4 separate regions of the Mus musculus genome follow, and regions 1, 2 and 4 are each linked to region 3. Evidence: chromatin contacts called from public Hi-C and promoter capture Hi-C data. All regions are on one chromosome and are shown on one strand. The core of a region is the stretch at or near the end of the contact, and the rest is flanking DNA. Distances in the headings are between cores, read along the strand shown.

The links. Promoter capture Hi-C pulls out the DNA fragments that hold promoters and counts their contacts. Hi-C and Micro-C count contacts between places; a contact is called where the count stands out from the background.
Region 1: a promoter capture Hi-C map of pre-B cells shows a contact between it and region 3, with 2.5 times the contacts expected there. The contact joins the promoter of Gimap8 here to the promoter of Pdia4 in region 3. A contact is called at or near these places in 3 of 39 promoter capture datasets (the C10 cell line, cranial neural crest and pre-B cells).
Region 2: a promoter capture Hi-C map of liver shows a contact between it and region 3, with 2.1 times the contacts expected there. The contact joins the promoter of Rarres2 here to the promoter of Pdia4 in region 3. A contact is called at or near these places in 3 of 39 promoter capture datasets (cranial neural crest, liver and maxillary cranial neural crest).
Region 4: a contact with region 3 is called in a Hi-C map of B cells, with 9 read pairs. The contact joins the promoter of Gimap9 here to the promoter of Pdia4 in region 3. A contact is called at or near these places in 1 of 484 Hi-C or Micro-C datasets (B cells) and 1 of 115 datasets of contacts at active chromatin or transcription factors (memory CD8 T cells).

The regions. Positions count from the first base shown.
Region 1 is chr6:48,643,704-48,649,234 of GRCm38.p6, reverse strand. Gimap8 (GTPase, IMAP family member 8) reads right to left here and starts at 2,001. Exons shown (of 6, transcript NM_001077410.1): 1 at 1,950-2,001; 2 at 1,708-1,828. The coding sequence starts at 1,799.
Region 2 is chr6:48,571,250-48,577,434 of GRCm38.p6, reverse strand. It overlaps Rarres2 (retinoic acid receptor responder (tazarotene induced) 2), which reads left to right and starts at 4,633. Exons shown (of 6, transcript NM_027852.3): 1 at 4,633-4,841; 2 at 5,145-5,347; 3 at 5,548-5,652. The coding sequence starts at 5,168.
Region 3 is chr6:47,810,329-47,815,802 of GRCm38.p6, reverse strand. Pdia4 (protein disulfide isomerase associated 4) reads left to right here and starts at 2,291. Exons shown (of 10, transcript NM_009787.2): 1 at 2,291-2,586. The coding sequence starts at 2,499. It also overlaps the pseudogene Rpl35a-ps7 and a transcript of Zfp786 not described here.
Region 4 is chr6:48,673,256-48,679,542 of GRCm38.p6, reverse strand. It overlaps Gimap9 (GTPase, IMAP family member 9), which reads right to left and starts at 3,408. Exons shown (of 2, transcript NM_174960.2): 1 at 3,289-3,408; 2 at 839-2,101. The coding sequence starts at 2,062. The coding sequence ends at 1,187. It overlaps Gm46958 (a long non-coding RNA gene), which reads left to right and starts at 2,734. Exons shown (of 2, transcript XR_001785233.2): 1 at 2,734-3,008; 2 at 3,519-3,711.

The DNA.
Region 1 (5,531 bases), core at 752-3,251, 830 kb before region 3:
TCCTTCTCATCATAGTACAATAATATGAAGGCCTGTGCCAGGTGTGGACCCCTTAATCTTGGACTTCCCAGCCTCAGATATTTGATGACCTGAGTATATAATGCACTAAGGCAATCCACTGGGCCTGCAAGTAGATGGACAACCAGCACTCCATCCTTGTGGAAATGTTAACTAGTGACTAGAAGTGGTTAGAAGGGTAATCTGGTTTCATGAAACAGTGTCCCCAATGCCCTCACCACGATCACACCACCTTCTCACTCCAGGCCAAAATCTGTGACCTCAGGGTGAGTCCCTTGCAACCAGTCGACAGAGAAAAGGACGACCTGTTTGGCAGATGGTTCTGTACATGTGGGCACCACCAACAGAGGACAGCTACCTCACTGTGGCCAAGGCTTGGGCATCTCTTGAGAACACGTTGGAAGAATATTCTCCCCATGGGGCAGAACTTTGAGCAGCGCACCTTGTTCATTACACTAAAAGAAGAAATGGTCAGATGTGCAACTATTACCAACCCATGGGCTCCAGCCAACCATTTGGCTGGATGGTGTGGATTTGGAAACAACATGGCTGGGAAATCGGTCTGGAAGAGGTGTCTGGAAGGACTGCGAGGAAGACAAGCAAGAGAACTTCTGAATGCCCATCAAAAACTGACCTCAGCAAAGGAAGAGCTTGATCATCAAGCTGACAGGGTGACCCATTCTGTTGGTGCCAGTCATCCTCTTCCCCAGTCACCTGATCATCAGCCAACAATCTCATCACAGTGGCCACAGTAACATGGATAGGGACTATACATGGGTCTGGTAATATCAAAGTATACAGTGCCATCTCTCTATAGCAGGATTCATGGGTCAGCAATTCATGGGTAAAAATCAAATGGGAACGACACTACTTGACCTCAGCAAAATCTTTGCTTCCAGTCCCCAAGATCTTACACTTTGTTAGCACAGAGGTCTTGGCTACAAAGAGCAAAATGTTTCCACCAAAAGACAATCATCACCCTATCCTGGCAGTTGAGTGAGTAAGTCTGTGAGTCCCGCTCTGTCTTCCCTGGATATTGCCCAAGGGTACCACGAGTTCAACCATTGGAAGGAGCTTCTGTGATTCATCCCACATCAAGGTGCAAGTGGTCCCAGAGAAAAGAGATCAGAGAGGCCTCCAGAGCCCAGCGGGGGAAGACGTTTAGTCCTAGACAGTGAGTCAGTCAGCATAAGAAAAGGAGTTAGCAGGTGAGGGCCAGTTTGGATTAAATGTACATAAACTCAAGACTTCCTTCAATACATGACTAACTGGATCTTTCTGTGAAAGGACTGGAAATTGTTCGAAGAGAGAATATAGGACATAGATACTGCCATCTGCTTCTCCAGGAGACCAACAGTCCCAGTGACAACCAGTGACTTCCTTCTGGGAGTCCAACCCCTGAGACACTCCCTGCTGGATCTTGAACCTCCCTGTCTGCCACACTTCTGTCCTCTTCTTCCTCCTTAGGTGTGAAGCCTTTCCCCACAGACCTCCTGGCAGGCAGCTGTTCCACATTCTTTCTTGGGAAAAATACGGTACATCCCTACTGGATCTGGTTGGAGTGACATAATTCCAGCTCTTGAAATCCAACCCAACACAGGGCAGACTGCCTTCCACAGTCTAAACTTATCACCCCCCCCCAAGCTATAATAGACCCCCCCCACACACACACACACCTCTGAAACATACCTCGGTCTTTCCCCCTGTCCTACTGATGCTTCACAGCTTCTGTGCTCTGCCTGGCTTCCTGCAGCTGCTCCTTGGTGGGATGAAGTCGCCATCTCTGCCCTCAGGTCAGTGGAAGCAAATCCTAAAGAGGGCCAAGAGCCACACAAGGAGAGTTAAAGATTTACCAGGCCACCCCAGTCTCCCTGGCAGGAGGATTTCCAAATGTTTCTAGGAAGAAAGAGGTTTCTAGAAGCATGTCTTACATCAGTAGAGCCTGAGAAGGAGCTCAGAGCACATAGGATGAACACGGAAGGGGCTTAGGGAGGGGCCGGTGTGAACACAAAGGCACAGGTCTTCTGGAGATGCCCTTGGGTGCCACCATGTGGCTGTGGGAGCACAGTCATTCACACTGCTACAGACAAAGATGGTAACAGAAAGGCCTACTTGGGTCTTGTCCTAGTAAGCTTCAGCTATGAATGTAACACAGACCTAGAGTCATCTGGGTAGAAAAAAAAAAAAAACAAAAAAAACACGACTGAATGATTGCCTATAACAGACTGGCCTGTGGCCATGCCTGAGAGCCATTTTCTTAATTGCTGATTTATATTAGAGTCCGTCAGGGTGGCCTGTGTCATCCCTCGGCAGGTGGCCCGAGCTGTGTAAGAAAGGCAGCTGAGCAAGCCAGAGGGAAAGGTAAGCAGCATTCCTTCATGGTCTCGGCTTTAGCTCCTGTCTCCAGGTTCCTGCCTGGAGCTCCTGCCCTGGCCTCTCTCCTGCAGATTATCACTTGTAGACTGAAATCAACCTTTTCCTCCTCAAGTTGCTTTTGGTCTTGATGTTTATCGCAGCAACAGAAAAGCAAACTAGATCAGGTCTATTCTTTGCAAAGACCAAAATCGGAAGTTTTTGATGAAGTCAGTTTGGGAGTAAAACCCAGCAGACTTTCCTCTTGGCTCATCCCCACCACCGTCTCCCTCAGCCTGGACTGATCACACAATGTAGATAAAACTACAAAGGAACCATTTGCTTTCTCCCAGAATAAAGTGCTCCCTCATAGATGAGAAAAAGCTTTCCCCCAGCTAGCAAAACACAGAAATGTTTGAACCTGAGTTTTCATATGACTCACAGAACTCACTGTGTCCCAGCGACCTAATCTGATCTGTACTTCCTAAGCAAGGGGCACACTGAGAACAGCATGGTTTCCTTGTTAGAAGTCTAAAGTGACGTGTGCTTATGCTATAAGGATCCTGAAGGATTTGGGGAACAGGGCACATACAGACTCATACACTGGCAAAGAAAACTGCCCTATCCCCCTCCCCCTCCCATTCACTCACCTCACCTTAATAAAGAAGGTCCACTCATAGAACAGTCCCCACCTCCCCTGGGCACCAGGTCAGTGCATAGAATACCATCTAATTAAAATGTTGAGGTGAAAACTATAGACTAGGATATACAGGTGCCTGTGAGGCTGAGCTAAGGGCTAGCAAGCTCTTGCTGCTCCAAAACTGAGAAGCCATGGACTTGGGGGCGGGTCGGGGGGAAGGGCAGGCGTCCTAAATGAAATAATAAGCTTTGGAAGAGTGCTTAAAGTGAAATTAAAGCTTCTCACAACTTCTTCGTGACTTAGCAGGTCGACGATTGGTTTGCTGAATGATTTTGCTCTGCGGCCTTTCTGGTTTGGCTCTAAGGAAGGATGGGGTCTCCTGCCCTCTAGTGGCCGTGTGTAACGACACATGGAGCAAATGAGAACCTGAAAGGTCCCTGCTGACTCTCCTAGCTCTCAGTAGGGACAGGACAAAGTGGGACTATAAACTAACAGAAATTGCATAAGGAGAAAGATGCGGTCATGCAAGGAGGAGTCTACGACGGCCATGAATTGTGTTAGACACAGAGGCTAATCTGTGCGTCACGCACTTTAAGACCAGCACTTGGGAGGCAGAGGCAGGTGAAGCTCTGTGAGGTCCAGGCCAGCCGGAGCTACATAGTGAAACTATGTCTCCAAACACAAACAAAAAAGAAGAGGGAACATTTGCAAGGATCCCACAGTCTCAAGTCAGGGAAGCCGCGGAGCCTGCCACAGTGAAACTACCTATGGGGTGTGAGCACCGTGGTATGTTGGCGAGCCGTGGGAGCAAGGGAGAATATGTGCTGTGGAAACCCCCACTTCCCTTCTGCAGTTGACAGACAGTAGCGGAGGCTACATTTGATGGAACCTGTGAGTGAGGAGGATGATAGCGCACTGTAATCTGGAAGGGTCAGGAGCTACGTTTCCCCCTGGGAGGTTTCTCGCTTTTGGTGTGTGGTGTGAAGACATTCAGGGAAAGTTTTCTGGAGTGCTCTGAAGATCTCCTTTTCTGCCCGCTCCTGTTCCTGTCCTGGTGCTCAGTGCTGCTTTTGAGAATGGCAGGAGCAGAGCATGTGGCTATGATGTTCACCCTGACACTTTCCATTCTGCCAGGCTTTCTTATGCACCGGACCTACCAGAGGAAGTAAAGTTTTACTTTTCCAGAGTGGTGGCAAGTCCTCCTCCACCTCCTCCTCCTCCTCCTCCTCCTCCTCCTCCTCCTCCTTCTTCTTCTTCTTCTTCTTCTTCTTCTTCTTCTTCTTCTTCTCTCTCTCTCTCTCTCTCTCTCTCTCTCTCTCTCTCTCCTGATTTATGGCGAGTTTTGGTTTGTGAGCATCTTTTCTGGGTCAGTTCAGTATAACCAACTAGATAGCTTTAAGTGAAGACTGGGACCATTGCATCCCCGCGGTCAGGGAAGCTTCCTTTCCTTGGGGGAACCCAGAAAAAAGGTGCAACTTGAGTTAATGGGGTACAGTTGGCTCTTCTTTCCCTCCAAGTGCCAGCATTCAGGGTAAATGTTGGCCTCTGGTTGAACCCATAATGCAATGTGTGTCCTTTTATTCCCTATAACTGATCTCTAGAATTGGCCTATGTTTAGTCTCCAGACACTGATCTTAAAAAACTGCCAAGCCTCTCCCCCAGCATAAGTGAGCCCCACCTCTAGTTAACACTAACCAGTTCACTTCATTAACCTGTCAACAACCAACCCTTTGCCTTCGCCCAGCTGTTCTGAATACCTGGGTTAAGCTCTGTGTTGTCAAGGTACAAATTTTCTATCTTGATTCTGCTAAGCATATATGCTTATTAAATGTAGTCAACCTGTATGTTCTTTGGGTTTCTTCTTACATTGTTCAATAGTGTTCACCCCATGTAATTGCTTATATGTCGTTTGTGTGTGGGGGGGTTGCAGGGGCTAGCCTGTATCCATGACTGACTTGGGTTTTAAGTATCTATTTTACTTAGCATGTGGGAAGCACACATGAATACTGAGTTCAGAAGACAACCTGAAGGATTTGGTTCTCTCTTGCCACGTGGGCTCTGGGAATTGAACTCAGGTTGACAACAAAAATGCCTTAACCCACTGAGCCATCTTATCAGCCCTAATTTTATGTGCTTGTTATCAATATATATGTTCTGTATGCCATAGTAAAATATATGTTAAGTGGTATGATTTCATGATAAAGTTTCTCCACTCTCAAAAAGACTTTGATGCTAGTGGCCTATAAATATTCAAGAATGCATGACAATTTTCAGACAAGCTGGGCTGCCTAGCAGAGAGGTTCAGATTAACCAAGCCACCTGGAAGAGGCTGCAGGCTGGGCAGTAAGCTCCGGGTTCCAGTTTTCTCCAGCGGGTGGGCTTTGGGGATGCAGTTGTCTTTGAGTCACTTTTGATCCTGTAAGTAACCCCTTATCCATATGCCTATAAGCAATCCCAATAAAACTCACTGGTTCACCCAACTGGACTCTGGTGGCATCCTTGCTGTGGTCAGTTAGTCAGC
Region 2 (6,185 bases), core at 3,384-5,883, 760 kb before region 3:
ATTATTTATTTTATTTTATTTATATGGGTACACTGTCGCTGTCTTCAGACTCACCAGAAGAGGAAATTGGATGGCATTACAGATGGTTGTAAGCCACCACGTGGTTGTTCAGTATTGAACTCAGGACCTCCGGAAGAGCAGACAGTGCTCTTAACTGCTGAGCCATTTCTTCAGCCTGTGTGCAACTTTTTTTTAAAGATTTATTTATTTATTTATTTATTCATTTATTTATTTATTTTATACATGAGTAAACCACCATTGCTTGCTTCAGACACACCAGAAGAGGGCACCAGACCCCATTACAGATGGTTGTGAGCCACCATGTGGTTGCTGGGAATTGAACTCAGGACCTCTGGAAGAGCAGTTGGTGCTCTTAACCGCTGAGCCATCTCTCCAACCCCCTCCCCACCCCCCACCCCCGCCCCGTGTGCAACTTTTTAAAGCTTTCAGAATCACTGTTAATTTAAAAAACAAACTATACACAGGCTGAGAAAGTTTCTGAAGTTTAAAAAAGGTACAGTTTCCTTCCCTCATAAGAAAGGTTCTTTTCTTTCAAGAAAGAGCCATGCATCTATACATAGATATATATACACTATTCATTTTTAGTTTTAACTCACATGATTTATAACTCTCTGTATTATCTACCATCCAATATGGCAGCCACCACCCACATGTGGGTCTGCCAGCTTGATATGTGGCCAGTGTGACTGAGATGTTAATAGTTTACTTTTAGAGGATTTTCAAGTATGTATCTGTGTTTGTAAGTGCAAGTGCCCTTGGAAGTCGGGTGCCCCAGAGCCTAGAGCAAGGTTATGGGTGGTTATGAGCTGCCTGGAACAGTGCTGAGAGTTAAACTCTGGAAGACCCACAAACACTCTTAACTGCCGAGCCTTCTCACCAGTACCAAAAGTGTAGTGCTTTAAATGTATGTTTATTATAATGAATTGAAATTTAAAAAAAAAAATCAGTGAATTTATATTCACATCAAGGTCAAATTACTCCTAGCTAGAAGAACAGAGACCACGGGTATGTGAGCTCAAGGCACACTAAAGGGACTGATTACCTTCCGGCGTCCAGCTGCTCCATCAGTTCTCAGCACGCGGCTCCCAGCTCCTCTCTCCACCTAGGACTGCTGTCCTCCTTCTCATGCCCTTCCACATGCAGGGTGCAGCTGCCATTTCTCTCAGTTCAAGTCCCACACTGGAAGAACTTTCTGGTCACCAGTCCCCAAAGCATCCCCCAGCACAGAGCCTTTTGCTCCGTGTGTGCACATTGACCCTGGAGCCCAAAGCTCTTGGAAAACACAGTTATCATCTATAACAGTTAGTTCTATTGTCAGTGTGACACTATCCACAGTCCCCTGGGAAGACTCTCAGAGGGAGACTGTATCTATCAGGCTGGCCTTTGGGCATGTCTGGGGATTGTCTTGACTATGAATTGATGGGAGAAGACACAGCCTGAAAGTGGGTATCACCTGAGTTTGAATTATACATGAACAAGTACAGGAAGCTCCTGAGCATGCATGCATGCAATCCCTCTGCATTTCCAACTGTGGGTGTGACCAGCTGCTTCAGGTGCTTACCAGCCTCATAGTAACAGACTATAACCTAGACCTACAAACAGTAAATCCTTTCTCCCTCAAAGTTGCTTTTCTAAAATATTCCATCACAGCAACAGAAACAAAACTGGATCTCCATCTCATATCTCTGCTCTCCAATAGCTGTGGACTGAAATGCCAGGAATGGGTTCTTGGAAATGAAGACCTTGCTGGTATCCTCAGAGTGCATGGTAAAGAAGCCTTAGGTCTGTATGAAGAATGCTGGCAAAGCGTGAACAATTCATGGAGAGAGTTTTATGTCCAACACTGCCAGACAGCCACTCTCCCTGAGGTTCCCAGTGTATCCTCAACAACTCCAGCAAAGGGATCATGGTCTCACCTTACAGACAGTAGATGATGGGCTGGCACACAGGGCAGCTGAACGGGGCCTTCCTTTGTTAGGGCTTAGGGCTGTAACAACAGTCTGGGCAGGAGAGAAGACTGCAGTGCTATGGAACAAACGTGGGTGGCTTGTGCATACTCATACACTCTACCACCCCAGAACCAATTCCCAAGCCCTACAGAAAGACACTGTTTCAAAGAGATGTGCTTATATTATCATATTGTTGCAACACTGGCACGCATCTTTAATGCCAGCACTAGGGAGGCAGAGACAGGCAGGTGCCTGTGAGTTTGAGGCCAGTCTCCTCTACATAGTGAATTTCAGGCTGGCCAGGACCTCACAATGAGACCGTGTATTAAACAAAGAAAGATGAAAAGAAGTGGAGGGAGGGAGGGAGGGAAAAAGGAGGAGAGTAAGGGAGAGCAGGAGAGAAGAAGACAGGGAGGAAGAGAGAAAAGAAAAGAATGAGAAAAGATTAAAAACTTCCTGGGAAATCTCATGTTGAAACAATGAAAAGGCTGGAGCCTAGGGCTAGTCAGGTCAAACTTATGTATCAGAAATATCTCATACAGTCCTGGCGACTAGTCAAACCACCTTCCAAGAGGACTAGGGGAGGCACTGAAGGCTCTGTGTTGAGTAAGTTGACCACAGTCGCACTCATTGCAGCCTGCTTAAACCTGAACCTCGGAGGCTGAAGGATGCCCAGTGGTTAAGCGTACTGGATACTCGTCCAGAGGACCGAGGTTTGATTCCCAGCGTGGTGGCTCACAACCTTCTGTAACTGCAGATCCAGTTGATCTGATGCTCTCATCTGGCCTCTGTGGACAATAGGCCACGTGCACATGTAATACAGAGACATGCGTGCAGGCAAAACATTCATACACAAAAATAACAGAATACTTTAAAAAAATATTCTAAACTTCATGCCATTGCCTGAATGACAGACTCTGGGGTTACTGTAGCCCTTTGTCATCTTACCAATATGGCCACATTTGAGTAAATCTTTTTCTGCTTTCCCCTATTATTGTTCTCTGTAACTAGGGACTTACAGCTTACTTCAAGAGGCTAGCTTACTGGGCCTGCCAGACACCACACTTTGACCCTAAGGTCTCTGATAACAATCCCAGGAAATGACAGGGACTATTAATGATATGCAGGCGTCCAGGTTTTCCCCATTTTTCTCAAGGTACCCAGAAGTTGAGACAACATTTGGACACATTTCTCTGCCTCCCCTTATGGGTTTCAGAAGCCCATTCTGTCTCAGCCACAGGCTCCTAATACTCAAAAAGCCTATGGAAGACCAGGAGTCATCTCACTTAGGATGCGGACCTCAGGAATGGCTCAGAAAAGCAGCATATGGAGCCAACAAGGCCGGGCAACAAGAATGCATTTCTGGAGGGAGTTTGCTGACAGGAGAGTCTCAGCTAGGGATTTTCCTCACCCAGGAAAGGCATAAGAAAAGGCAGCCCTGGGCAACTGAGGCTGTAAAAGAAAGTTCTTCAGTCCCCTTCTCTGCGGAGAAGGGGAGGGACTTAGTGGGAGAAGGGGCTTGTGAGGAGGGGAGCTGCAACCGGGATGTAAAGTGAATGAATTAATGAAAAATATGAAATAATAAATTAATAAATAATAATAATTTAGTGGAAAATAAAGTACAAGGAGGACTGTAGGACCTTCAAAGCACCCTTTCAAGATCTAAAAATCATTATGTTCCATGTTAGTTTTCTAACCTAATATAACATGGCCTTATTTTTTTTCAGCTTATTCATTTAATGTTGTTTTTGACTGAAATTAAACTATCTTTAGTGGCAATAAATACTCAGAATTAAAAAATACATTTCAAAAAGGAAGTTCTTCAGAGAGCACGTAGTCCTTCACCCCTCAGGGAAAAGGTCCACCTGGCCAGCAGAGATCTGGAAGCTTTCAGCTCCTCAGACAGGAAGCAGTGACATCAGGCTTCTGCACTTGCTCAAGTCCTGAGAGACTGAGCTGGGGAAATGAGCCGGGGTCAGGGGTCAGGTAGGCTGGTCGGGCGGAAGGTGCTAGGTGGACGGGACGACAGCTAAGGAAACACGTCCAGCCCAGCAAGCCTATACATGGAGGCCTGAGAGTTGTGACGGGTCCATAGAAGGGAGGGTCTGCTTGAAGCCTCTGCAAGGAAAAGACTGATGCCAGCCAGTCAAAGCCAGGCCTACGTGGCTGTGAACAAACCCGAGACATCAGGAAAGACATGATAGATGTCTGGTAGGCAGATGAAGGCAGCAGTCAGTGACACAGGAGCTCTCTCACTGGACACACAGGACAAACTGAAGCAACAGACCTGCTGCTACCTTGGTACTGAAGGAGCCTCAGTTTCCCCAACTGTCACTTTCTAGTGGAAGATCACCTGGTCAAGCGGGGATCTGTCAAAAAACGGCTCCCTCAAGTGTTGGCAGTCATGTGTTGAGAGATGACAAAGGAAAGGCAAAGGAAAGACTGGGTTGGGACTGGGATGGAGAAACACCCACTGCTGGGGACAGTTGTCTTGATGGCAGCTGCAGCCTGGTGTGAGGAGGGTTAAGCATCTTGCAGTTCCCACCCGCTCTGGATCTGCTCAGTCCTCCCACGTTTACGTCTTCTGAAAAATATTCAGCCTGCAGTCTCATTTGGTGCTCCAGGCCCTCCCCCTCCCCCTCCCCCTCCTTTGGCTCAATGCAAGAGGAAGGTCAGGGAACTTTGGGAAACAGAAAACTCCAAAACTCCGGACTCTGGGAGAAGGGTCAGTGGGAAAAGGCGGGGCTTTGGGGACCAAGAGAGAGGAGAAAAGGGAGATGAGAGGGTGAGAGGGAACAACTGCCAGGGAGCTGTTCCAGGGACCACACAGAAAAAGGCCTCGCTAAAGCAACAAACCTGATCATTTTCAAGGTACCAGAAAGAGGCTGGGGATTTTGGATATGGAGGGAAGACCCAAAAGGAGGAGAAAATGGCTCAGAAAAAAGGCTATAGTGGACATAACCAGCAGGATTACTTCCCGGGGCTGTTGGCAGGGAACTCTAAAACTTTGTTGGCCCCAAAGTTTCTTTGGAAACAAGGCCTTGCAGAATGGGAAGGGCTAGTTGGATACCAATGGAAGGGGTACTTCAGAAAGGGGCACTTCTGTCCCTAGGAGTAGGTCAGGCCACCACCACCACAGCTCCAAGAACTAAAGCCCACACACCATCTTTGCAGAACCATAGGACTGAGGTGAAGCCATGAAGTGCTTGCTGATCTCCCTAGCCCTATGGCTGGGCACAGTGGGCACACGTGGGACAGAGCCCGAACTCAGCGAGACCCAGCGCAGGAGCCTACAGGTGGCTCTGGAGGAGTTCCACAAACACCCACCTGTGCAGTTGGCCTTCCAAGAGATCGGTGTGGACAGAGCTGAAGAAGTGGTTAGTGGTGTGATTGGGTAGAGAGTGGAGAGCTGCAGCCCTGGAGACCAGTGAATTCCCAGAAAGCTGTACTGGGAAAGGTCCCCAGCCTGCCACCCTCCTAGGCTGTGCCAGTTCTAAGTTAAGGTGTTGGGGAAAAGAAAAGGAGTAACATGCAGGAATTATCTGCTTGCCCTGTCTGTCTGTCTGTCTGTCTGTAGCTCTTCTCAGCTGGCACCTTTGTGAGGTTGGAATTTAAGCTCCAGCAGACCAACTGCCCCAAGAAGGACTGGAAAAAGCCGGAGTGCACAATCAAACCAAACGGGGTGAGTAAGGGGTTCTTGCTGATGGGACAGGCTGCCAGGAAAGGAACCAGAGTCCAGGGAAGCGCTGTGCCCATCACCAGGGACTGTCTGCAAGGAGGGGAGGGTGAAGGGAAGAGAGAAATTTCTCCATCAGAGTGGGTCCTCCTAAAGAAACTTCTCTATGGAGTTTATCCTGTATTCTGGCCACGATACACACAGTTCACTGAAGGGTTTCACAGTAATCAGTCACCCTAGGGTGACACTACTGCTATGGACTGACCTCGGGCTGGTGGTGCGGCACTTTTGAGTTAAAGTTCTTGTTCTCTGACAGTTTTGTGGGTTCACTGAAGGTCCTTGTCCCCTCCCTGGGGTTAAGGGAAGAGACTGGATTATACTGGTGATTTAGCAAGACTCTTGGTTTGTTCAAAATAAATCTCAAAGGAAAAATGTAGATATGAGGCCAAGGTGGTAAGGGCCCTGGCTGTGCAAGCTTGGGGACCTGAGTTTAAATCTCAGCACCCATATGAAAACATCTGGGTGTGGCTACAGAGGAG
Region 3 (5,474 bases), core at 1,042-3,541:
GGAGGCAGAAGCAGGTAGATCCCTAAGTTCCAGGCCAGCCTGATCTACGGAGTGAGTTTCAGGACAGTCAAGGCTACATAGAGACATCCTGTCTTGAAAATCAAAACCACTCTTTCCGCCATCTTGGCACCTGTGGAGGCCTGCTGGGAACAGGACTTCTAACAGCAAATATGTCTGGAAGGCTGTGGTGCAAGGCCATTTTTGCTGGCTACAAGCGAGGTCTCCGGAACCAAAGAGAGCACACGGCTCTTCTTAAAATTGAAGGCGTTTATGCCCGAGATGAAAAGGAGTTCTACTTAGGCAAAAGATGTGCTTATGTGTATAAAGCAAAACACAATACAGCAACTCCTGGAGGTAAACCAAACAAAACCAGAGTGATCTGGGGAAAAGTCACTCGGGCCCACGGAAACAGCTGTATGGTTCGTGCCAAATTCCGAAGCCACCTTCCTGCAAAGGCCATTGGACACAGAATCCGTGTGATGCTGTACCCATCCCAGATTTAAACTAATGGAGAGTAAATAAATAAAAGTAGATTTGTGCTCTTGTAAAAAAAAAAAAAAAGAAAAAAGAAAAAAAAAAGAAAAAAGAAAAAAAAAAAAAAAGAAAATCAAAACCAAATAACCACCACCACTACCACCAATAACAAAACCAAAAAGCAAAATCAAACAAACATAAAACCAAACAAGACCCCAAAAAACAAACAACAAACAAAACAAACACACGTGAGAGTCTAGAGCACCCACTTTTTAGCTCCAGAAAATCTGATGCCCTCTTCTGACCTCTGAATACATCAGGCATGTATATACACATAAACACTCTTACAGATAAAATAATAAAAGTTAAAAGAAATGGAGCTATTTTTGTTTTATGTTGGAGGAGAGGTCATAGGTTTGTGTGTATCTGGTTTTGTTTGTTTTGAGACGAGGCATTACTCTCTTGTCCAGTTTAGCTTTGAATTTCTGGGCTAAAATGATCTGCTTTAGACTCCAAAGTAGTTGAAACTACAGAAAAGAATTATATCAGAATAATAAAAAAGGTAGAACCATCACTGAGTTCTACAGAAAACACAAGAGACTGCAGTAATCTCTTGTGGTTTAACCTAGATAGAATCAATCATAAACCTCATGAATCCAGAGCATGTAGGTTGTGTGCCTGTCTAGTCTTAATTTAGTTTTCAAAACATATAATCTGAACTTCTGGCTGTGGACATGCATGCAGGAATTGTCACAGATACACTAGTAGATAGACAATCCCAATGGACTACTTCTCTAGAGAGAGATCTGCAGGAGTAAAGGAAAACACATATTCAAATTGGCCTAGGAACCTAGCCTAATAGTGCTAAAATGACAACCCAGGGGAGTAGTGATAAATACAGCTCATTTTCTCCTCCTGTATACATCAGAAAATATTGCAGGACTCTCTAAGATTTATTTATTTAGCCTCATTTGTCTTCTACGTCATATCATATGTTAATCCACAGGTGCTAACCCTAATGCCAGTACAGCTTTCTTTTCTGACATGCAAACCTAGTTTCTTTTCCAAAACACTCACGGTTATTTCTAGATCTAAATCACTAGATTGGTTATCTCTCTCTCTCTCTTCAGAAAAATCATAATACAAGGCAACGTTCAGACAAGACTCTGACTTATAGACTTAGTCATGGAGTCCAAGTTGTAATTTTTCTTTTCTTTCTTTCTTTCTTTCTTTCCTTTCTTTCTTTTTTTTTTTTTTTTGCGACAGGATATCACTAAAAGTCATGGGTCTCTGCCTCCACAGACCTGGAGTCAGCCCACCCAGCTCTGAAACAACTAATCTATTTCATATACCTCTCCGAACCTAGTATCTAGGAAAGAAACTCAAACTTTTATATGCTCAACAGAAAAAACAAGAAGCCAAAGAACAGGGGAACAGAGGCGGGATCTCTGATCTCACTTTTTCCCAAAAGTTCTGTCCTCTTTAGTTTCCTGCACAAGGACAGCCTCAGACGGACGAGCCTACACATGCACCCCACCATTTCCTTGAGTTTCTTACACGTGTTCTTCCTGCCAAGCTTGGCCAAAGGGAGCTGACCTCCCAACCAATCCCTCCCCTCGGAGTGCTCAAGCCCCGCCTCCCTGTGCAGGGCTGGTTGCCTTTGTTCTCCCCCGCACTCTTTCCGGACCTGGGCGCTCCAAGCAAACCGAGTGGCAGCCCGTGATTGGTGGTCGCGGCACAGCCAATCAGAAGGGGGCACCTCACACTAGGGCTCGGAGTTTTAAACGCGGAGCTGAGGGGCGCGCCCGCGCGGAGGGCTCAGGCAGCGGGGCGGGGCGGTGTAGGCGGGGCGCCACGGCTCTCGCCCTGATTCGTGCGGGGATTGGACGGGCCGCGGCTTCCTTACCTCCAACCAATCACCGGCCTGAACTTCCTGGAGGCTTTGGTGCGCTCCGGCGTCGCTCGGGAGGTCGGCGAGTGCTCTGCGGTGGCCGGTGTCTGCAGGCCCAGCTCTGCACCCAATCATGAAGCTCCGGAAAGCTTGGCTGTTGGTCCTGCTCTTGGCGCTGACACAGCTGCTGGCTGCTGCGAGCGCCGGAGATGCACACGAAGGTGAGCGGGAGGGCGGGTCGGAGGAGCAGCTCGCGTGGGTTGCAAACCTTGCTGGGGCCTGACAGGGTGCTTCGCTCACACCCCTGCGGAATTAGTGACCCGGTAGCAACGAACTTAATGGAGTTTCAGTGTAGGGCCGAATCTAGGGGTGTGGGCCTCTTTAGTTCCTACCTGAGACTAGGACACGGAGGGACGTGCCGAGTGCCTGGTTCGCAGCTCGTCTCTTTACCCTCACTACTGAGATTTGCCCCTTTGTTGAGTAAAATTTTCTGGAGAATACTCTCGTTTCCAAAACCGGTTTTAGAAAACGGAGGCGGGATGGCCGCTAGTAGGACCTGGAAGAGGCAGTCGCAGATACTGGGCATCTATATCAAGAAGTAGAAATAACTCAGGCTTTGTTTTCGTCTTTTATGGAAACTGGAGCTGCCGTATACAAGCATTTTATTCAGCGCCTTTTTTTGCCAGTCGCTGCACTGTGTTTTGAAAGTCGAGGCTGGTGGTGCATGTATTCTAGTAGGAACAGTATGTGTAACTCATAGACGTTATGCCCGCACCCTTTCTTCGAAATCCTCTACCGAAAACATAAAAACTTTGAAAATAGGAAGTACTAGTTAACGTTGTTCCTAGAGAACGGGTCTGATCGACACCTTTCCCTTCTAACCACTAACTTGTTGCCTACTAGGTTTAGTCTAATATAAACAAACCCCATTTTTAAAGTTTAGTGTGGAGGGGGAATGTGAACTTTATACTCCTAGGTTGAGTAAGATTCCTGTGGATCATTGATTTATGAGTCTTTGCCCAGGTAGGAAAGAGTAGAAATGAAGAGACTGCTGAAAGGGGCCAACTATCCGTCCTACCTATGAGTATATCTTGGCACTTTTGTCCAAACTGACTGAGGGCTCATTTCTTATAGAGACCCAAAATACATTGAAACAGAAAGAGGGCAGAGTCTTCATTTTAAGCAAATTTTTCACTTTTCAAAGCAGAATAGGCTTTGTGGGGGACACATGAAAGTTTGAGAACCAGTGTAGTTTGGTGTATGCTTTAAGAACGTGTTAAAAACTACACGGTTGTGAGACAGTGGTCAGTTTTAGGGTGATGTATGTTTGTTTGTTCAAGATGGGGGTCTCATTATGTAGCTTGGAGCTCATCATGTAGACCAGGCTGGCCTTGAGCTCAAGAGCTCTGCCTGCCTCTGGGCAGGGGTTAAAATGCCAGGAAGTGTGAAAAGTGTGACTTCTTGAGAGGCCTGGGTGAGTGGATTTCAAAGGTTGTTTAGACTAGCCAGTGGTATATCTTTTGGGTCACTGGTGCTGTCTCTGGGGGAGTGTTTGCTCTTGGTGAACCCAAGAATCCCTGGGGTGTCTGGGCCAAAGACAGCCCTCTTAGGCTAGGTTCTCAGGTTTGGTAGGGCTGGCAGTGTGGTTTAGTGATATATCAGTTACCTACCATGTGCAAGGTATTGCACTGCAAAGGGAGGCAGAATGCAGTTTCACTCATTGTGCTTGGTCCATACTAAGTATCATCTCTCCTGATTGAGCACTAGTTAACGTTCTGGTTTTTGTTGTTGTTGTTCTGTTTTTGTTGTTGTTGTTCACTCTTTACTGTTTGAGTTTGGCCTAATGATTGTTTGTTCAGCCAATACTAGCTCCTCGGCAAGGTGGAGTGTGGCCTTGCTGAAGAAGTAAGTACCAGTGCCTGGCCTGGTCAGGGATGCAGTGTCATCATCAGGTGGTTGTAGACAGGATGTGAGATGTTTCATTTGGTTTATGCCAAAAGAGATCGCACCCTTTCAGAAGGTACTCGGAAGTTTTGGATATGCTTTTCCAAGCTGGAATGTTTGACTTTAAAAGTGAAGTCTAATCAGGGGAACGTAGATAGAGTTAAAACAAAAACAAACAAACAAACAAAAAAAAACCTAGTGGATGGAGATGTAAATCCGTGGGAGAGCAGTTATCTCAAATGTGGAAGACCCTAAGTTTGATCTCTATCACAACAAAACAATCCTGAGGGCTGGCAAAATGGCTCCGTGGTTAAGAGTATGTTCTGTCCCACCAGAGGACCTGAGTTTGATTCCTAACAACCAACATTAGATAGCTTACAACTACCTGTAACTCTAGCTCCAGGACAGAGCCTCTGGGAACCTGCACTCATATGCACCTACTTACACATAATTTTTAAAATAAAACTTTAAAAACAGAAATAAACACTCAGAAATAACATCTCACATTAAAATTTTAAAAATTTAATCTGAGATAACCAAGCATGCATGGTTTCAGGTTTTTGCTGATTTTTTTTTTCTTTTTATTTGTTTAAGGTTTGTTCGGGTTTCTGTTGTTGTTTTTTGTTTGTTTGTTTTGAGGTAGAAGTTCTCTGTATAGCCCTGTCTTGGAACTCACTCTGTAGACCAGGCTGGTTTTGAACTCAGAGATCCACCAGCCTCTGCCTCTTGAGTGCTGGGATTAAAGGTGTGCCCACAACCACCAGGCTGGGTTACTTTTTCACTGTATGCATAAGTCTTTCCTGTAACTGGGTAGACTATCAGGATTCCCTTCCTCTACTAGCCATGTTCCCTAGCTTGAAGAGGGGATAAAATTTCACAGTGCTTTCTCTCTAGTCCCTGACTAGAACTGATAGCCTGCAGCCAGGATGAATGTGGATGACCATAAACCCTACCTAACCTCTCCAGCCTCCTAAATGCACAGATGAGGTGGCCACCGGGCAGAAATTGCAATGCATCCTTGCATCCAGCAGATCAAGTGGAGTGGGAAGTATTCAGTTTGTCTCCTAGAAAGCCACTGTGATTAGTGGGCTACTTGTGTAACATACGTGAAGTCCTGGCATTGGCCAGTAGGTGCTTCCTGTTAGGTTGTAGTAGGCAAAGCTCT
Region 4 (6,287 bases), core at 2,159-4,658, 860 kb before region 3:
GAAGGGGAAAGCTCAGGAGGTCTTAGCCCCAAAAAGGAGCCACAGACACGTGCAGCAGCAGGAGCTGCAGGATGTCCTTAGGGGTGGCTCCCCTGACTGATTACCCAATACCAAGTGGTCAGCGCAGAAATCTGTACATACATAGCCACTAAAGAGGCTGAGCAACTTGTATTTATATGTTTATGTATGCATACATGTGTAAAAATAACAAAGAGAAGAGAGCTATTCATTTGAAAGGGAGCAAGGAGGAACATGAGAGGGGTTAAAGGGAGGAAATGTAAGGAAGAAATTAGTTTAACTTCAAAAATTAAAATTTCAAAGTCAGTTGGGCATGGGGCTCATGACTATTAATTACCTTGGTTTAATTATTTACACATACTTACATACATATACATGTATACAGGCACACACATATATGCCACAATGTCCACATGAGAAGCAAGCAATTTTATTTATCAATTATGCTTCAATCAGTCAGGGAATGTAACATGTCACCGTAACCATCTTCAGAAAATACAATATACTACATTAATAAATCATGTCAAATTATAAAGAACCCACCAGAACTTGCTATACCCACCCTATTGCTAAACACTCTACACACTGTACTATATGAAGAAATCAGGCGGGAACTGGGCTGGAAGCTTCCTCCCTTTTCATGTTGCTGGAAGTTGCTATGTAGACTGCTGGGGAAGAAAAGACATCATTAGTCTTAACCAAACTCTATAAACTACAATGCCAACACACCAAGCTGCCCCCCCCCCCCCACCTACAGGGATCATCAGCGAGGACCCAGGAAAAGGTAGTGAGAGAGTGGGAGGGACAAGAAGTCAATCATACTGATCAAGCTCTGAAAACCTTTATTCAGGAGTAGCAATATGAGCATAAGCAAGAGGAGGCTTCAGGGGATGGGGGAAGAGTCTGGGATCGCTCTGAAGGTCAGGTGGCAATCTTGAGGTTCTGGAAACAACGGTCACAGTGTCCTCTTTACCCACATTCTTCCTGTTATGACCACGAATGTTCTGTCAGGATTGTTTATGTAAGCTAGAAAATGTCCACAAGGCAATGGCTGAGGCCATGGCTCCCAGCACCAAGCAAGTCATTAATATATTCAGAACACATTATATGTGTGCTTGTATGAAATTGTCAAAAACAAATGTCGTTAATAAAAATAAATAAATAAAATTTACCACAACTCGTCCCAAAGTTTTGAAAGAATTTCTTTTATCTTTTGGAAAATATACATAAATACAGTCTCTTCAGCCTTTTCCTTCAAATTTCTTAATTTTTCATCATGATTTCTCTGTGCAAAAACAATTTGTGCCGCCTTTCCTTTTTCTAATTTAGCAGCATATTCCTTTTCTATTCTTTCGATTTCACTAGTGAGTTGCTGAGCATAAGTCTCCTTCAGTTCCTCTAGACAATGGTTCAGCCTGCTATCTATGTCCTTATATATCTTGTCAGAAAAGTAGGATCCGCCATTTTGGGCCACCATTTTCTCTGTCAGTTCTATCAGCTGCTGCACTTGATTTTCTTGCTCATCCAGAGCTGCTTTGTTATTAAAGGCCAAGTAACGCTTCCCACACTGGGAGATAATATTATTGAGCTTTTCACCCGCATCACTTACAAAATTATCAAGGCTCTGATCCTCAAGGTCTTCTTTGTGAGTAAACAAGATGATCATGTACTTCAGGGCTGCCTCCCCAAAAAGACCCTTGATCAGAGCGACCGTTTTCTGCTCTTCTTCAGTGTAACGGTCCAGTCGCAAAACCAGAATAATGGCGTGAGGCCCAGGGCAGGAGTAGAGAACGCAGCGGCTGATCTCGAAACATGTGGTTTTCATGGTCTCCTTGGTGTCAAAGAGCCCAGGAGTGTCGACTACAACAAGGTTTTTCCCCTTCCACTCCCTGTATGCTCTCTGGCAGGTCTTGGTAACAGCATTGGCACAAATCTTAGAATCAAATTGACGTCTCCCGAGGATGGTGTTGGCTGTAGCACTCTTCCCATTTCCAGTCTTCCCTACCAGAATGATCCTCACTTCAGTGTCTCCCTGGCCAGCCATGTCAAGGCAAGCTGACTCTAAAGATCTGAATGCACAGATCTTAAGGAAGGAGAAGAGAGGAAAATTACCTATTAGACAAATGGAAAGCACTCCCGATCCTTTCTTTTTTTCCTTTTCTCCTGAAATTTTGCAGTGTTCTATAGTTTTAAAAGGCTGATGATCTGGATATCATTTAGGCTGTTCCTGATGGCATGGACAGGCTGTCTCTAGTCCTGCTACCGCCTTCATGCCAATATTGGAACAGATGTTCCTGGCTCATGCCCAATGCCAGGTCTGGGAAATGAGTGCGCCCAAATCGTTACTGTGCCAAATACCTGAAAGCCCAGGATGACTATAGAGGTCAACAGCTTACTATATATTTTATGACGACCTAGGAGAGGCATTCAAGGACTCAAACATAAAGAAAGTGTAAGGAAGGCAGGGGCAGGTAGGATCTCAGTGAGTTCAAGGCCAGCCTGGTCTATAGAGTGAGTTTCAGGACAGGCAAGGCTATACAGAGAACCCCTATCTCAGACCAAAGAGAGAGGGGGAGGGGGAGGGGGGAGGGGGGAGGAAGGGAGGGAGGGAGAGAGAGAGAGAGGGAGAGAGAGGAATTGTTCATCTCCCCTGCTTTGACTGGTACACAGTTAATATGTTAATTATTACAGTTAAATATCACACTGAAGCCAGAAATATGCTCACTTATCATGTTAATAAACATGAAACAAAACCCCCAAGACAGTTAAAACAATCCTGCATAACAAAAGAACTGGCAGAAGTGTCACCACTTCACCTCAGAGTGTACTACAGAGACATAATAAAGAGAAAGCAACAGACAAGATGCAAAACAAGACTCGGAGCCCCTAGACTACACTGTGGCTTCAGCAGCCCTCCGTCAAGCCAAGGGTCACACAGCCACACATGCAAATCTGTCTGTTGTACAATTAAGAGGAGTCAGCACATTGAGGTAAGAAAAAATGAATTAAACATGATCTGAGTTCTCTCCCAACTCTAACGAACCTGCCTTGGGGGACACAGAACTTTCTATAAAGGGCACCAGGCCCTCTGTGACCTTCCCCACAGACACACTGCAACGCATCAGTTCATCTCCTTATATCTCTTAGCCTCCACCCCTCCCCCCAGCAGCTTCCTCCCTGTGCAGACACAATACTTCCACCCCCATAGATGCTCCATTCGCCCTCCCTCTCACAGCTCCCTCGCTCCAGGTCTCTTCCAGCCAGACTCACCTTCTTCTGCAACAGTTAATGAGAGTTCAGGATCTCTCCAAGGAACCAATTTGACCTGGTTCAAGTTTTCTACTGAACTATGAAGTAAAACTTCCCTCATTCCCTGACAGGAAGTTCTATGGGTGGAGCCAATTGTAGCTTCCCCCCCCCCCCCCCCCAGCCTGAAGCGGGCGGGTACAGACCTTGTTGCCTCGGAGGTGGGGCCACCTGCGGTGCAACTTTCTGACTAGGCTGGCTCCTTTTGAAGAGACAACTGCCCTGCTCTTCTGCTACCTGCTCAGAGGCTGAACCTGTCTTCCTGAGACATTCCTGGCGACCGCGTGCTGACAGAATGGCTCCAGGCACGGAGAATGAACTGGCAGTGGGGATGGGCCTTCCCCCTTATAAGCACACTCTCTTAGTAAACTCAACTCGCGGGCCTGATCAGAGAAATTTTTGTCTTGGCTTCATTATCTTTTCTCACAGTCTAAGTCTCTTTCAGCCCCAGCCTGCCTCCCAGGTGCACCCCGTTCATGTAGGCCGCGGGCCGGCTTACAACAGGAGCCAATGAAGAAACCATTTGCTTTTAAAGAAACAGAAATATTTTCTTGTAATTTAATAGGTGCTTCAGCTCTGTCAAGTTGAAGCCTTTTCTCTGTATGTCTATTATAATGCCAAACGTTTCTAAATATTTTTTTATTATTATTGTTTGGTTTTTTTTTTTTTTTTTTTTTTTTAGATTACTGATGTGTTTATAAAAAGATAACGAGAGAAGGAGGGATATGCTCTATGGAAGGTGTAGTGAGGTATGGGAGGAGTTGTCCCAGCAGTCCCATTCCAAGGCATCACTTGTTCCTGAGGGACCAGCCACACGACGGTATAATATAGAATAGAGTTTATTCAGGGCATGGGGAGGGAAGTCAAGAGGGTAGAAGAAGCAGAGAAACGCAGAGGGGTTAGAGAGTACAGAAGTAAAGGCCAGCCATGGGCATGTGGAGAGAGCGGGGCAGGGGCGAGGGGATGGAATGGGGAAGGGACAAGGGAGCAGATAGCAAGAAGAGAAGAGCAAGAGCGGGAGAAGGGGGCAAGCAGCCCCTTTTATAGTGGGTGAGGCCTACCTGGCTGTTGTCAGGGAATTGTGGGGTGGAGTTTAGACAGAATGCTAACAATTACAGTCTCAGGTAGCCCAACCTACAGTTGAACTCACAGTGTGTGGAGGATGACCTTGAACTGAAAGCTGAGAACCTGGTAATTACTCAGTCCTTGAAGCTAGATACCTCAACAGTTGGAGTTGTCTCAAGATTGTTGGTTCCCAAGGCAGACAAGAGATGGTAGGTAGAGCATTGCCCATACCCTGGACTTCTCTCAGAGAGCTGGGCAGGAGGGTGGCTGCTCCCTACCCAAATCAGGCATGGGCCTACTCAACTTTTTAAGTTAAGAATCAGTTAAGCTTCTGATTCCCTGCCAGAGAACTGGCTTAACATTTGCCTGACTTCAGTCAAGTCTGCATATGCAAATTAGGTGTTTCCTCCCTTGTTCTTTTTTTTTTTTTTTTTTTTTTTTTTTTTGGTTTTTTGAGACAGGGTTTCTCTGTATAGCCCTGGCTGTCCTGGAACACTTTGTAGACCAGGCTGGCCTCAAACTCAGAAATCCGCCTGCCTCTGCCTCCCGAGTGCTTTGATTAAAGGCGTGCGCCACCATGCCCGGCTCCTCCCTTGTTCTTTTGTCCTCCCCTCCCTCACTGAGCTATATAAGCTAGCCCTGTTAAGTCAATAAATGAGCTATCCTCCAATATAGTGCGAGTCCTGAGACTACAGCTGGTGCGTAAGAGCCCTATAGCCCTCAGTGAAAACTTGAAAATGCTGATTCTGATATCAGTAAAGGAATCAGCACCAGCTACAGTACAAGTCTGCAGGAGGGAGACCTAGGGAGCAAAGAAGGAAATGAGCCTCCTTCTCCACACCCTTTCCCTCGGGCCCGCTACCAGTTAGTGGGCCCCGAAATAAACCAAGGCAGTCAGGACAGCTCTCCAGGTGAGGCTCCCTACTCAGGTAGCCCTATTTTGGGGCAAGTTGACATAAAAACAATTACAATGAAGTGCCACACCAGGCTTCAAAAATATTTTTGTTCATGTCTAGAGTGATACTGAACATACAAAGAAGCCTAGATCTTCAACTATTTTCCTTATGTCCCCTCTACTAATTCCAAGCTTTTAGACTTTACATGAAGATTTCTCATTCGGTTGTAATTAATTTTTGTCTGAGGTGAAGGATGTGGAACCTTGTCTCAGTTTTCTGCATGCGATACCCAGGTTCTCAAACACCATTTGCTAAAAGGCTGCCTGTTCTCCAACATGTCTCTCTAGTAGCTTTATTGGAAATCAGATGGCTATAACTGCACATTTATTTCTCGGTCCTATGTTCAAAAGAACACAGAAGAATGTTGACTTTTGTTTCTGTGTTTATGCCAGAACCATATATGAATAATTCCTAAGTCCCAATAATAAGGAAACAAACAACCCAATAAAAACAGGACAAAGGACTTAGTACAACCTCACGCAGAAAGATCACATAGATAGCTAATGTTTTATATGGAGAAACACTCCCAAATATATGTCATCAAGGAGACATAAAACAAAACACCAGTATACACCTCCCAGAACAGCCAAAGTTCGGACACTGATGGCTTCAAACGCTGGCACAGATACGGAAGAATGGGAACCTTAATTGGTTACTGATAGGAATGTGGAATGGTACAGGCACTTCAGAAGACAGGCTGCTAGCATCTTACAAAAGTAAATATACTCTTGCCATATGTGAAGTGGAAATTTCTGGTTTCTTTGGAGACTCAGTTGTGCCATATGATGTTTTTCTAGAAATTGTCTCACGAGAGGATGTTTTTGCTGAGAACAGAAACATGGTGGTTTTCTGGAAGCTGCCTAGAAAAAGGGCATGTGATATTTTGCTAAGAGTGAGCACTTGAGAGAACATATGATGTTTGGAAAGGTGTGGGACCATGAA